Linked DNA regions of Sus scrofa: region 2 is linked to region 1. A link is a contact called in public HiChIP or PLAC-seq data. All regions are on one chromosome and are shown on one strand. The core of a region is the stretch at or near the end of the contact, and the rest is flanking DNA. Distances in the headings are between cores, read along the strand shown. Region 1 holds the start of ZYG11B (protein zyg-11 homolog B). Region 2 holds the start of TXNDC12 (thioredoxin domain-containing protein 12).

Region 1 (7,660 bases), core at 2,915-5,414:
GGCTTTTCTTCCCAAACTCTCAGCCAATAAAACCCACAAGTTAAAACTCCAATTCAAATGCTCCTTCTCAACAAAGCCTTCCTGACTTTCCGATCCTCTCCAAAGTTATTCGCCCATTCGATAAATATTTATTGAGCACGCTGGTATCTCTTGTCTGTTGACAATACAGACATCAAGCAAAAAGAGTAATTATAGAGGTGAAGAGTGCTGAAAAAGGAAAAGGGGTAGGACCAAGGTATGGGATAGTTAGGGATGGCTTATGTAAATGTTAAATTTGCAACATAAGCCAAAACAAACATGGTCTCTACTTTCAAAGAGCTAATACTTACCTCCTTGCTTGCTATGAGGACTGAATGAGGTAAAATATGTAAAGCATTTAAAACAGGGCCTATACACGGAGCTCCTGCTGCGGCATAACACTTAAAGATCCAGTGCTGTCTCTGTGCAGGTGTGGGTGTGATCCCCAGCAGGGTGCAGTGGGTTAAGGAGCTACTTCAGCTATGGTTTGGATTCAGTCCCTGGCTTGGGAACATCCATATGCCATGGGTGTGGCCAAAAAAAAAAAAAAGAAAGAAAGAAAAAAAACCAAACCACTTCCATATCAATGATTTTTACAGTCTGGGGATAAAGATAGACATTAAACAAAAAAATCATAGTAGGATGGAATTCCCGTTGCGGCACAGTGGAAACGAATCCGGCCAGGAACCATGAGGTTGCAGGTTCAATTCCTGGCCTCGTTCAGGGGGTTAAGGATCTGGCGTTGGCATGAGCTGTGGTGTATGTAGGTCACAGGCTTGGATGTGATGTTGAAGTGGCTGTGGCACAGGCCGGCAGCGGTAGCTGTGATTCAACCGCTAGCCTGAGAACCTCCATATGCCCAGCGTGCAGCCCTAAAAAGCCAAAAAAAAAAAAAAAAGCATAGTAGGAAATATAAAATTACACTTGATGTGTAGTCTATGAAAGAGGATTACATAATGGAGGGGTGTTTTAGTTTTAGTTTTTGTTTTAATAGATAGGAGGGCAATTGGGGTTTCCCTGACTTCCTAGAGCTGAGGACTTCAGGACATGCAAAGTTAAGCAGACAAGAGAGAATACCATCACAGGCCATTCATGTGTGCTATTCCTTCCATCTGGTTTTCCACAACACAACTCCTCCACTTTAATCCTTTAGTTTTCTTCCTAAGAGTAAGATCCTCTGGGAAGCCGTCCCTAACTATGCCATACCATTGTCCCGCCATTTTTCCTTTTTAGCATTCTCCACATTTATAATTACTTTTTACTTGATGTCTATATTGTCTGCAGACAAAAGATACAAAAAAGCAGAGACCACATCTGTTTTATTATTTGTAATATCTTCAATGTCAATAGTCAATGGCACTCAAAAGTTGTTAGATGAATAAAAAGGATGCTATCTCAGACCAGTGGTTCTCAAAAGTGTGGTTCACAGATCAGGAGCATCAGGCTGATACGGGTACTTGTTAAAAATGCAAACTCTCAGGCCCTACTCCAAGCCCTAAGAAATCAAACTTTGGAAGTGGCAGACCACAAGCCCTGTACGTAATTCTGATTCATGGTAATGTTTCAGAATCCCTGTCTTAGACATTTCAACTATTCAAAACACAACAATGAAAATTCTGAAAAATATAAAATACAAAGCTTTATAATAATGTTCTGATCTATTTCTTGAATGCCTATTTACATCTATTACATAAGGAAAAATTTTAAAGTAATTTAAAATTACTTAAATTAATAATAAATATAATAATCCTCAACTCATAATAAGCTAATATTTTGCCTTCTCGTCACCTCTCCCATGCATATACATTCACACTGTGTGCATGCATTTTAACAAGTAAGGTAAACTCCAGTTAGTTGGAGGCCAAGTCTAAATCATAATCATGTCTAATGTATCCAGTCTCCTTTCCTACTATACATCCTCATTCCTGTGACCTTCCTGTCACAGAAAGTTAATCCTGTCACCTATAATACACCCTAATTATTTTCTACTCACATTCCCAACAAAGCATTCTTCTCCTTCCCCAAATGATCTATATACATCCTATTCATCTTTCAGGCCCAGCTCAAACGACGCTTTTGCATCCTAAATACCCAGAAAGGAGTTCATAACTTCTCCCTCTGTACTCACACATTCATTCCCACTGGGAAGGCTAACACTTCCAAAAAGCTAGCCACTTAGTGTCTTTGGTGAGGCAGCTCTTTATTCTGAAGAGGAGATCATCGCATCTTACTAAGTTTCCTTTTCTCACCAAAAATAAGATTCTCAAATTCACTCTTTCTGTGTAAGTCCACCAGTGGACTCAAAATTCAGTTTAAGATCTTATTTGTCAGATAGGAAAATGAGACCATAAGGTGAAATCATTCAAGTACCTACTTGGCCTGGGCCCTGGGAATAAGAGAATTAAATAAGGCACAGCTGCTGCCTAGATGAACTCACATTTCAGGAGAAGAAACAGGTTAACAGACAATGACAGTGTGATGGGTTGTGAATGTGAAGGGTTGTTGTAGAGGTAGACGCTGGAGAATGACCACCTAAAAATGCAGAGTCAGTGAGTTAGGGAAAGTTCGCAGATTAAATAACTTTATAATAAACCACTTTCCGAAAAAACAGGGGAAAAAAACAGAAATTGACCAGCCTCCTAGAAGAATATGATTACCAGGACTTAGTTGGAACTAGAATGTCTTATTCCTCCCAGAGACCAAAATCTAGATTGCTGTATATGATGGAGCAATGAGTTCATTAAAGGAACTGCAAACCATGTGTAACCCAACTCAATGAAAATCGCACTGAAGCCTCAACCTATTTTGAAACAGGAAGGAGAGAGGAAATTTGCAAATGTAAGGGTTTCCCAGCTAAAAGCAGAAAGGGCAAAACAAAAGAAGATAATAGAAGGTATTAAAGAGACTGTCATATCTGACTGCCAAACTGATCTGGGTTATTCAGATGCCCTGGTCTCTGCCTCCAAACAAAAACAAACCATTTGTTATGAGTAACAGGAAAGACTGTACATAAATGCTTTCAAATTTCTCAAACGGTACCTTCACATTAAAAGATGCTCAAAATAAAAATACATTCGAAAACACTTTAAGTTATTTCTGCCCAAAGGCGAGATATCTCATAAGACCATAGTATGCAGGGTGGCCCTCACCCCATGCCTCACTCGATCGCTCCAAAACACACTATCACTCAGGTTTTGCAATGACATTAGGAAATAAGGCTTGCAGGCTCTCTCGAAGCACCGCCAAACTCCCCCTTCCCTCTGCAAAAAAAAAAAGAAAAGGAAGAAAAAAGCCTAAGAATCTCTATCTGCCCGCCCTACAGCTCTTGGGAAGCAATCGCCCTCAAATTGTTCCTGTTGAGACCCTTGAATCCCGTAGAAGGAAATGGGGACAGCTGTGAGAGCGGGGAAGCGAGGACATCCGATAAGGGGGAGAGGAAATGTGGATGGTGGAGGACGAAGGGGAGAAAGGAGAGGGCAGTGGAGATAAAATGGTGAAAGGGGGTAAGAAGCGAGAGCAAGGAGCAGGAGCGAAAAAGAGGGAGGAAAAGAAGGGAAGGCGTAGAGATCCCAAAAGAGAGAACAAGGCAAAATGGTACAGAAGAAAAAGAAGGTCGGGTTAAAGGACAAGGAGGGGGCGGCAAAGGGGACCGCGAAAGAGGCTGTCACTGGGGGTGATTTTTAAAAAGGGTGTCACCGGGATGGAGAGAGATTAAGGGGGGGGGGGTTGTCACCACGGCAGGTGGCCGGAGACCAAGGGGAAGGAGGAGTGGGTCACCAAAGGGGAGGTAACAAGGAGGGGAGGTAAAGGCAGGAGCAGAAGGGGCGTCAAAGCTGGGGAGGGGCAGGCCCGCGGGGGCCAGGGTGGCGGGAGGCTGCGGCTCAGGCAGGCCTCGCTCTCTCACCATGGCTGCGCCGGCCTGGTCCTCTGGCATGCAGCCTCTGTCCTGGGTTCGGCGGCGGGCCGGGCCTGAGCCCGCCCCCAGGCTGAGCCGGCGCGGGGGCTCCAGGAGGCTCCGACGAGCGGCGGCTCCGGGCTCGGCCCAGGCCTCGGCCTCCTCGCCTCGGAAGCTGAAAGTGCAGCAGCCGCAGCCGCAGCCCGATCCCGAGCGCAGACTCCGCCCCCGAGGCTCCGCCCTCGCCCGCAAACACAAGCTCGGCCCCGCCTCCTCCCTCACTGCGCAGACTCGGCCCAGGAGCCCTGGCCACGGCCCCCCCACCGCTCCCCAACCTCCCCACCCCCGCCCGCGCGCCCGACCCCTGGCTTCTCCCCTTCTCAGACCCTTAAAAGAGCCACACGTCTTCAAATAACCAGTGCTTTAAAAACTAGAGATTTAAATATACGTCCTACAGAAGACTAGAGCTGCCATTCGTTTGGGTTGCATACAGACCCCTGTGCTTCTGTTCATTGTCGTTCATTTCTATTGTCATGTATTCTATATATTCATATAGAATATTCATATATTCTCTTAGTGATTTCAATTCTTTTAGATGATTCCTCTAGAGACCTAACTTCTCGGGTTCCTCGCCTCTAGGGATCGCCCTTGCCTCAGCCTCTCATTTCCGTGCTTATACTTTAAATCTGAATTTCAGATAACCCCTCTATAATCTCAATTTCAATCATTCAACTCTCCCACCTCAGCCTCCTTCCTCTCAGGCTCACTTCCTCAAATACCCGACTCCAAAAATTCAACTTTACCAAAACTCAACATCCAGTGCTCCTACTACCTTTCCACTATTCTTCACGGTATCCGATTTCCTTTCATGAACAGCTTAGATTCTACTGTCCATCATCCCTCGGTGTTCACTTTCACTTCTCCAGTCCTTCTTTCCTTTCCTTGTACTCACCTGAGGAAACTCTAATCCTACACCTGCAGCCAAACGGGGTAGAAGGGAGAAAAATCCAAAATCATACTGACTGGCCTCCACCTAGCTTGTTATCATTTTCGTCAAAAAAGCCCTTAACGCTTGGCGATCCTACTGCATTTCTCCAGTTCCATACGCTCTCTCACCTCACTACATAACTGTTTTGTATCTCTCCCTTTAAACCTCCAACACTTCTTCCCTGCTCACTGATGATTTCGCTTCCAATTCATGGTGAAAATGAAGCAAACAGGAGAATATAAGGTCCCACCAGTCACCATTACTTCCAACCCACCTATGACTCTGCTCTGCTTCTAACTCTGCTGCTCTACGCTGCCTTCCTCTCCTTACTACAAATGAGCTATTTGCCTTTTAGCTAAGGTCATACCTTCCGCAATTCTCAAACTGCAAAAAGGCTTGGTTTCCGCCCCCAATCAGCCACAAAACTGTTTTTGTAAAGTGCAATAAAAAGTAATTACTAGAAACATTAAATTTAAAAACAGACATACGAAATGCAAGTCCATATAGACGGATATTGATGCTTTTTTTTTTAATCATCCTAATCATTCTTCAGTGTACAGGTCAGTGACATTAAGTACTTTGTTGTGCTCTCGTCACCACCATCCAGTTCCAGAGCTCTCTCTTTTTTTTTTTTTTTTTTTTTTTGCCTTTTCTAGGGCCACACCTGTGGCACACAGAGGGTCCCAGGCTAGGGGTCCAATTGGAGCTATAGCCACTGGCCCACGCCAAAGCCACAGCAACTCGGGGTCCCAGCTGCGTCTTTGACCTACACCACAGCTCACGGCAACTCCAGATCCTCAACCCACTGAGCGAGGCCAGGGATTGAACCTGCAACCTCATGGTTCCCAGATTCGTTAACCACTGAGCCACGACGGGAACTCCCCCAGAGCTCTTTTCATCCTGCAAAACCAAAACTCTGTACCCACTAAACAATAACTCCTCATTTCCTGCCCCCCAGCCCCTGACAACCGCCATTTTACTTTTTGTCTTTATGAATTTGACTATTCTGGGTTAGTTAGTTTGTTTGTTTTCTTTTGTTTTGTTTTTGCCACCCCCACAGCAAGTGGAAGTTCCGTGGGCTAGAGATCAAATCTGAGCCACCACTGTGACAACACTGGATCCTTGACTTGCTGAGCCACCAAAAAACTCCCAGATCTTTTATTGTTAGATCCGATAGACATAAAATTTTTCCGCCAAATTGCTATAAGTGTTTCTAAATATTTACTCTCAATTTCTGTTACAAACTGGTGGCCAGATTTGTGGACCATCACTAGTATACAGATCACATTTTGAGTAACACAGTGCAAGATCCTGTACTGTTTCACTTTCTCAAAGACGTCTCTCCAGCGATTCTCCCACTCTTGTACATCACGATTTTTTTCTTTCCCAACAGCTTACCAGCATGAATTTATTTCTTCCATCCTAACAAAACCTCTCTTGACTGAGCTTGACTATCCACCTACTACCTCATTTCTCTGCTCCTTTTTTTTTTTCTACAGCAAAATGTCTCAAAAAGTGGCCTGTACTGTGCTTGATATTTTTACTTCCTTTTTCCCATTTTCTGTGGGACCCTGTCCAGGTGAGCTTTCACCTCCACCACTCCACTGAAATGTTCTTGTCAAGGTCACCAGTGACGTCTATTTACTAACTATGATCAATTCTCAGTGTTACTTGACCTACCAAGAGCACTAGACACAGCTGATCAATGCCTCTTCCTTGCCCAGCATGACACTGCCCTCCCCTGATTCTTCTTCTCACTGGCTGCTCTTGTTTTCTCCACATTTCTCCGACCTCAAAATACTGCAGTGCCCCAGGGCCCAATACTTTGACCTCTTACCTTTTCCATTTATACTCACTCCTTGATGAGCTCATATCCTATCATATTGCTTTAAATATGGTCTATAGCGTGACAGTCTCCCAAATTAAACCTCTATTCCAGACCTCTTTTCTGTATTTCAGACTTATATATCCAAATTGTAAACATCCCCTTTTATATGTCTAATCGATTTTTTTTTATCCCTAATAGCCATTCAGTAGACTTTCCCTCAAGTCTACTGGCTGTGAATAAACCAACAAATAGCATTAGACACTAATATTGCTTAGACCAATCATGATTTACATTCTATATCTGATCTGGGAATCACCTTCCCTGAGGACCTGGTGGTAGTATCGGAAAATCACCATAAAAAAATCAGGACTCTGCCATCAAGAAAGAATGGGGCCACAGTTGACCTGCAATCAATGAAACAGAATAGAAATTCCAAAAATACATCTAAAAAGGAGTTCTCTAGTAGCCTAAAGGGTTAAGGATCCAACATCATCACTGCTATGGTGCAGGTTCAGTCCCTGGCCTGGGAACTTCCACATGCCATGGGCTTGGCCAAAAATAAAATAATAAAATAAAGTTCAGAACAAAACTTAAATGCCATAAAAGAAAAGATCGATAGGAGGAGTTCCCATCGTGGCACAGCGGAAATGAATCCAACTAGGAACCATGAGGTTTTAGGTTCGATCCTTGGCCTCGCTCAGTGGGTTAAGGATCCAGCGTTGCTGTGAGCTGTGGTGTAGGTCGAAGACGTGGCTTGGATCTGGCACTGCAGTGGCTCTTGCGTAGGCCGGCAGCCATAGCTCCAATTCGACCCCTAACCTGGGAACCTCCATATGCCACGGGTGCAGCCCTAAAAAGACAAAAAAAAAAAAAGTAAAAAGACAAAAGAAAGATTAATAAATTCAACTATGTGAACATAAAAAATATCTGT
Region 2 (7,660 bases), core at 2,820-5,319, 660 kb after region 1:
GTCTTCTAGTTACCTATTTTAATCTAGATGAGTTATTTTCAAATTGGAATGTGGTTTAATCTTGATTACTTAGAAGATTTTAGATTTTCAATGACCACAAATCCAAAAATAGTAATACTATCTGGTAATAAAACATTCTCCTATCAGTTTTTCTTATGCCACACTCACCTTGCCCCCTATCCGGACCTGAGCCTGAAGTTTGGCTAACTTTTCTTGATTCATGCTGTTGGTAAATCTAGGGGGGGAAAAATAAATTTGTTAAAGTCACTGTTTTATTTACCAAAACAAAATAACTGTTTATACAACAGTACCTTCTGGTTCACTGAACTTGTAATATGCATCACCACCATGATATTAATATGGTCTATATTTTTAAAAAATATTAATAACTTATTCTAGCTTCATAAACCAGATAGTAAAAAAATCGAAATCAATAATACCAAGAGGGAGCTGAATACATAAACAGAAAACAGAATGGGATTCAAAGTTTTCTACTTGAAGATCCCTCCTTAAAAACAAGATTCAGTACTCTGGCAGACAATAAAACCTAACCAATTATAAAATCTGTACACAAGCCAGTTTTTCCCCCAAAGATTTTTACAGCAGAGAGCTGTTACCAAATTAGCATAACATTTAAGTAAACTTTTTTCCCAAATCACATTCTGTATTTCTTTAAACCATAAATAGAAGATTAAAAAAAAAAAAAAGGTAGAAAGAGAGAAGCTGGACAAAGAAAGAAAAAAAAATGCAACAATAGGCTGTCTAGCTGTCAATACGTGAGGTAGTAATGTCCTCTATGCAAGGTCAGGTGGTATGTTAATAATACGAAAAGAGAACCAGATTTTCAGACATTCAGTGCTTCTGTATCACTTCCCTGAGTTCATTCAATACCTTGTACTGATAAGAGTTATGTCATACTTGTCAAGATATTCTCACATACAAGGTAAAATGCCTCCCTGCACAATTTAACAAAAACCTATCTCTGCTATACTAATAACAAATATGGGTGGCAGGAAGGGGAGAGGAGACTCTTAAAAATAAACCTTTAAAGGTTATCTTGATTCTGAAAACTCTAAGACCATAACAAAGTCATGGATCCATCTGGCCAGTCCTTTCCTACTAAGACAAAAAGTTTTTAAGTTCATAATGGGTCATAACATTTCACACTATATAAGCAAATAAAAGCCAATGTTAAAAGTCTTGTTTTACTTGTTCTGTAGATCAAAAGATCATTTCTGAGATATGAAAAAGGAAATAAAAGGATAAGACTGTTATCAACACTTTTTGGCCAATTCTCTCGACTCTTTATAATGATCATTCTTCACTTCAGAGATGAAAGAGAATCAAAGATCATGTAAGTACTGATCATTCTACAGTCTGACACTGTATCAGAATACAAAGGCACTAACCCTTATCTCTCCACTTAAGGCCAAAATATAGCTCCTAAATAATATTTAGAATGTATACTTCCTCAGTCTTTATTCATACTGTATCACAATGTTCAAGCAGCTAAAACACTTTTATAGGATGAAATGTGATTACAGTACAAAGCAGGCTTTAGGTGTGTACCAATCTGAACTCTGTCATACTTAAATCTGCTGATGTAAATCCCAATCTCTATTCTCAATACCTGCCGAAAAGGACTAATATTCACAATTTTCAAAGGAATGTGGCCAGGAAGGTGTAGTGAACTAACAAAGAGCCTAAAGAATTTTTTTACAAAAAAAGGGGATAAGTGAAAATATTAGAGCCAAAAAGCAGGTAAACCTTTTGGGACTCTTCTGCATTTTGAGGTAATCCCCAAGAGAAGAGATGGAAGAAAAGTGATGGAAGTCAAAATAGAGTCCTGACTTGTTTGAAACAAAGCAAGAACAAAATTAACTCTATATCAATGTGTAGACAAGAAAGAACAGATTCCATTCCAGATAATCAGGACAACAGAAAACTTGTTCCCAAGGAATATCAGAGAAAAGCATTTTAGGGAGGTTGCAAACACAAGGTTGGTGGGGGGGTGGGGGAGAAGGGTGGCCCTCCTGTCCACAGCAGGTTGAGGTGTGTAGAGTTCAAGTAGGAAAGTGGATTGGACTCAGTCTATGAAAGAAGAAATGTCAAGCTCAGAATCTGGACTAGACCTCAGAGATCACCTGCTTTAACTCCCCATTCCTCAAGCAATCTTTACTTTCTTGTACCCATTATTCCCGTCTTGAACGTGTGGCAAATACTTGCAAGCAGCAGCAGGGTATAAATTAGAAAAAAATAAAACAGCTCACCTCTTTCCCAATTTAATAATTTGGAAAATGAGGGCCCAGAACGGAGAAGTCACTTCCTAAGGCCATATAATTAGTGAATTCTTCCTTGGGGATCCTAGCATCTTTTCGCCCTTTCCTCAAGGATTCAAGAAAGGGTGTAAATAATTAAGTTATAATTAATATTTACTGAGTGCCTAAATTCCAAGCATTATGGTAGGCACTTTCAATGACATCATATTTACAGAGATAAAACAATTTCAATCTTTAATCCTGACTTTTTATTATGAAGGGTTACTCTATAAGAGAGGCACAGGCTTTGGAATCCGAAGGATCAAGGTTTTTCCACTTAGGGCTTCAGAAAGTTCTTTTACTTCTCTGAACTTGTATTCCTTCCTATTAGAAAAAGTGTAACAACACATACTTCACAGCTGTTTTACGGGTTAAACATTAAGTAATCAAGTACCGGGTATGGCTCAAGCAGATACTCAAAAACTGGTAACTATTGTTACCATTGCCCAAGGTACAGACATAGTATAGTGAAAGAACGTGGGAACAGAAATTGAAACCGCAATTCACTAGCTTTGTAACACTGCCTGTCGGTCAATCATCAACTTCCTGACAGCCTACTATGCATCACGCAGTGGGATGGGGCTACAAGGATGGGCAAGGCAATGTCTCGGAGAGGGTGGCACACTTGTAAACAAATACTGCCATTACGAGGTGAAGAGCGCAGCAATGGAATTTGGTTGGGGGCGGGGGCTGCTAACCTCGGTTTCCCTATCTGTCGAGTGGGAGGATCAAATGAGATGACAGCAGATAGGCTGTACAAAGCTCAAAGCTCAAGCCTTATTGCTGTGAATAATGAAGAGTAACAGGGCAGAGGCGGGGGACCACCTGCCACCTGGGCCTGGACCTGGGCTGCAACAACGCGGGCCCGCGAGCCCCGACAGAAAGCGGTGGTGCTGGGGACCTTCCCTCAGGTGCCGACCCCCAGCTGCGCCGCCGCTAACCGACAGGCCAAGACAGCCGCCTCCGCCCCCACTCGGCGCGCCACCGCGGAAGTGGCAGCCCGATCGGTTGGCGGGTGTCGGTAGAAAAGGGCGGGGGGAGACCGTGCGCGGCGGCCTATGGCCGTGGAGTGGCGGGACCGCCGGGGGTCTCACCTGAAGCAGGGAGGGTCCTCCAACACCAGCACGCGGCAAGAGCAAGATGGCTGCCTCAGTCGAGACAGAGAAAGACGAAGGCAGCCGCGGCGGCGGGAGTGGAGCCCACGTGACACACCCGGCCCCGCCTCTCTCTCGCCGGAGCAGCCTATCCTGGAAGCTCATATACAAACTACAAAGCCCAGGCTGCTCTGCGCTTCCCAACAGAAACGCGGCAGGTGCAGACCGCCGCGCTGCTTTCTGGAGCTTGCAGTCTCCTGGGCGTCCCATTGTGTCCGTGCCTGCAGTTTATAGGAAGCCTAATAAAAAGGCAATGGGTATTTTTGTTTGGGTGTATACTTTTGTCGAATGCTTCGCTAGGTATTAAGTACGCACTGTCGGACTCAACTAGAGTGGAGACTCGGAGAGACGGGAAATTTTGAGCCGTTTTTTATGCCTCAAGAGAGGAAAATCGAGAAATAACCCACAAAGTTTAAAAACAACAAAAACAAATACATTTAATCAGAAGAAGCTTCACACTTTAAGTGCCTGCAGTGACTTATGCCCCAGTGCCCCGCAGAGCTAGGTCAGATTTGCAGTAAGAAATCACAAGTTTGGTTTTCTCGGAGCTTGCATCAGTTGGTTGCATCATCCCTGAATGGAAGAATTTAGCTTACAAGGAATAAAAAATAAGGTCCAGTGTTTCTTCTCCAACCGTAAGGGACATTCTTGCAGGCACAAGACTGCACCGCAGAACAGGTTTGCCAGGTCTTCTCGAGACCCGAGCAGGAACTTAAGAATGAAATCCGGTTATCTGTCTTTTTTATTTGCGGAGGGGGATGGGGTACCTGAAACCAATGGGCAACCAGCCCAACAGTTGGGAGAGGCTGACTTCACCGATCAATAATTTGCGTAGTGAGTATTAAGTGCAGCGGTTCTTGGTGGGGGGAGGGGCTAGCCTGAAGGCGGACGCCACCAGCAACGGTTCTCCCGAGTCTCCTCCCCACCCGCCCACTATCTCGGCCCATCTTTTCTCTCTAGGTCCTCGGACGGAATGTCCAGAACCGTGGGGAAGCAACTACCGCTCGAAAGCAACGCCTGCAACCTTCTACGTGATCTGCACCTTTAAACTCAGTCCCAGACCGGACCCCGGAGGCACCACCCACATCCGTCTAACATCACTTCCTTCAGGGTTAGGGGAAAAAAAAAAAAAAAAAATCTGGGAAAGCGAGGGGTTGGGCTGAGCCGCACTTGGGATACCGCGCGGACCATCTGCTAGGACTCGGGCCCGGCGTCTGCTCAGCCCAGGGGCCCCGCGGACTTACCACCATGGAACCGCGGCCTCGTCTCGGGGCCACCTGTTTGCTGGGCTTCAGTTTCCTGCTCCTCGTCTCTTCTGATGGACATGTTGGGCTTGGAAAGGGTCAGACCGCGTTCTTATCTTAATCTTTACTCATTCTGGGCCCCAGCCCAGTACAACCCTCTCCTTGTCCTAACACGATCCCCTTCCCATTCTGTCTCTGGCCACCCTAGATTTCTTTTTATCCTCTCCAACTGCTCCTGGAGTTTGAGGAAGATCTCTTGGGGTAGGGAGTAGCGGTTCTGGGGAATATTGAGTTGGGGAAGTTGTACTTGAGGCCTCCCTAAATGCTTGGGTTGGGGTAAGGAATGACCCGTATATTAGGAAAAGCATGTTTAAGAAACCAGCTTAGTGTCTAGCACTTGGTGGGTCCTCAGACATCCGTCACCGTTCCTCAGGGTGGACTTTCATATTTGGATTCTTTTCGTGGGTCTGAAGATTCCGCTCCTCACCTCTTACCTGAAGAGCTAGATTACTGCCTCCAGACCTGGAGGGAACAGAACCTGCACCCAGGGAGGGTGACTGGGTGCATAAGGAAGGGCCATATAAAGGGTCGAAGGTCTGATGTTAGAGGGTCACCAACAGTTGTCCTCGGTGTGGTTCAGTGTAATTGAAGAAAATGGTTTTTTTGGAAGAATGAGGGACAGTGGTTACCAATGGAGAATAAGAGGTGTTCCCTACTGCATTTATCCCACTACCTACATCTTTATTGGAGATCAGGGTTTATGCTTTTTCTAAGTGGGTGTGATAGTATGTATTTCCCTCTTCTTACTTTTTTTTTTTGACCTGACCTTACCATGTGGAATATCTCTGCTGCAATCTCGCTGTTTTTAATTTTGTTTTATCCTCCCTATTTGCACCTTTATTGGTGGGTGATGAGATTGAGTGGACATTCAGTGTGCCTGAATGCAGTCATTCCTTCACTCAGTAAGTAATTTTTGATCACCTCCCATAATCCAGGTACTGTCCTAGGCACTAGGGATATGGCAATGGACGGGACAGATAAGGTTCCTGCTCTCATGAAGCTTATATTCAGTTCAGAGAGACAGGGAGCAGACACATGAACAAATTAATAGGCAAGATAATTTCAGCTAGGAATGAATGCTGGGAAGAAAATGAAACCGATGGAGTGGAAAGACTGGGGAAGGATGAAGGAGCTGGCATTCCTTGAGCTAGGAAGATCGGGGGAAGCTTCTCTGAGATATATGGGTTTCCATCTCAGTGGTGAAACTGCAAAGTGAATTCGATTGGGCCAGAATGTTTTAAGTACTGAAAATCCCATTTTAAGACAGAGTACTGAATATGTAATGTAAAATTATAAATACTGAAGGAGACAGAAGTGTATAGTGCTAGGAATGTAGGTTTAGATTTGAGTTTTAATTTATTCTGACGCTAACCAGCTGAGAGACCTAGGGCAAGTTGCTAAATTTCTCAAAGCTCAATTCCCTTATCTGCAAAAGGAGCATAACAACTACATCAGACGCTCTACAAATAATTTACCCTATTCCAGTTAACTGTGTTAGGTGTAGGCAATATCTTGGAGTTGCATATTCAGTATTTTTATTCCTTGTTAGACTGTAAGCTATGTTCCATTTACCACTGCTGCATGATAAAACACCCCCAAATTTAGTGGTGTAGAGAAATCATTTTATGGAGTTCCCTGGTGGTTCAGCTCATTAAGGATCCAGCATTGTCACTGCAGTGGCTCAGGTCACTGCTGTGGTGCAGGTTCCCCTGGAACTTTGCCACAGATGCAGCCAGCGAAAAAAAAAAAAGGGGGATTTTTTTGTTATGCTTATGATTCTGTGGGCCAAGAATTCAAACAAGGCACGGTGGGGAAGGTGTATCTCTTGGTTCAAAGTCTAAAGCCTCAGTTGACCTGGTTATCTCCATGTGGTCTGTCTTCATGGGCTAGTGTGGGCATCCGTACTGTATGACAGCTGGATTCCAAGAGAGAGCACCCTAAGAAAACAAGGTAGAAATGCATTGTATTTTTGTCATCTAGCTGTACAAGTCACACAGCATCATTTCTGTTATACTCTATGGGCATGTTCAAGGGGAAGGGACATTAACACACACACCCCCCATTCCCCATGGAAGGAATGTTTATGTCACATGGTAAAAACAGCATGTGGAATGGGGGATATTATTGCAACCGTCTTTGGAAAGTATAGTCTGCCCCAGTAAGCTAGGACCATTTCTTATTCATGTTCAGGAATATTTGTTGAAAGAAGAAATGAATGGTACACATGATCATTGAGATCCCTGTCTTTTTTCAGCTTATAGTCTGAAGACTGTCAAGACAAGTAAGCAGGCAAGTACATAACACTGTGATATGTATGTACTGTGAACAGGGAAATAGCAGGTAACTGTAGGAACGTGTACACGGCAACAGAGTTGGGGGGGGCTGTGTTGTGAGGATTAAATGAAAAAACAAAAGGTACTTAATATTGTGTTGCAAACTTAGAAAGTATTTATTCGATGTTTATTATTATATCCTCCCAAGGAAGAATATTTTAATTGTTCCTGAAAAGAGTTGAGTTAATACTATTTCAAACTTTTTTTTTTTGTATCTTCTGGGTATGAATTCTTGGGAAGTAGATTATAGCCCACCCAACCCACCTCCCCAAAAAGTGCTACCCAGAGCAGTAATGAGTAAGATGTTTAAGTAGCTCTGAAGATGACCTGTGCTTTGCAGAGAGGAGATACTGAATGATCTACTCTCTTCATTAAGAAGAGAAAGTGCAACGGTGTGGTATGAGCAGCAGATAACAATCAAGAGACCTGAGTTTTGATTCTGATCAGACTGTACAGCCAGCTCTTATCTTCCCTGGGAAGCATTTATTACATGAGAGAGTTGGACTAGAAATGATTGCTAAGAGTCCTTCCAGCTCTAACGTTCTAGAGTT

Evidence for each region. HiChIP or PLAC-seq counts read pairs in DNA pulled down with a chosen protein or histone mark.
Region 2: an H3K27ac HiChIP or PLAC-seq map of alveolar macrophages shows a contact between it and region 1. The contact joins the promoter of TXNDC12 here to the promoter of ZYG11B in region 1. A contact is called at or near these places in 1 of 47 Hi-C or Micro-C datasets (skeletal muscle) and 1 of 2 datasets of contacts at active chromatin or transcription factors (alveolar macrophages).

The regions. Positions count from the first base shown.
Region 1 is chr6:159,476,453-159,484,112 of Sscrofa11.1, forward strand. ZYG11B (protein zyg-11 homolog B) reads right to left here and starts at 4,165. Exons shown (of 14, transcript XM_021096631.1): 1 at 3,923-4,165. The coding sequence starts at 3,952.
Region 2 is chr6:160,132,675-160,140,334 of Sscrofa11.1, forward strand. It overlaps TXNDC12 (thioredoxin domain-containing protein 12), which reads left to right and starts at 4,070. Exons shown (of 8, transcript XM_021096661.1): 1 at 4,070-4,306; 2 at 4,433-4,814. The coding sequence starts at 4,721. It overlaps BTF3L4 (transcription factor BTF3 homolog 4), which reads right to left and starts at 3,533. Exons shown (of 6, transcript XM_021096654.1): 1 at 3,413-3,533; 2 at 169-235. The coding sequence starts at 222.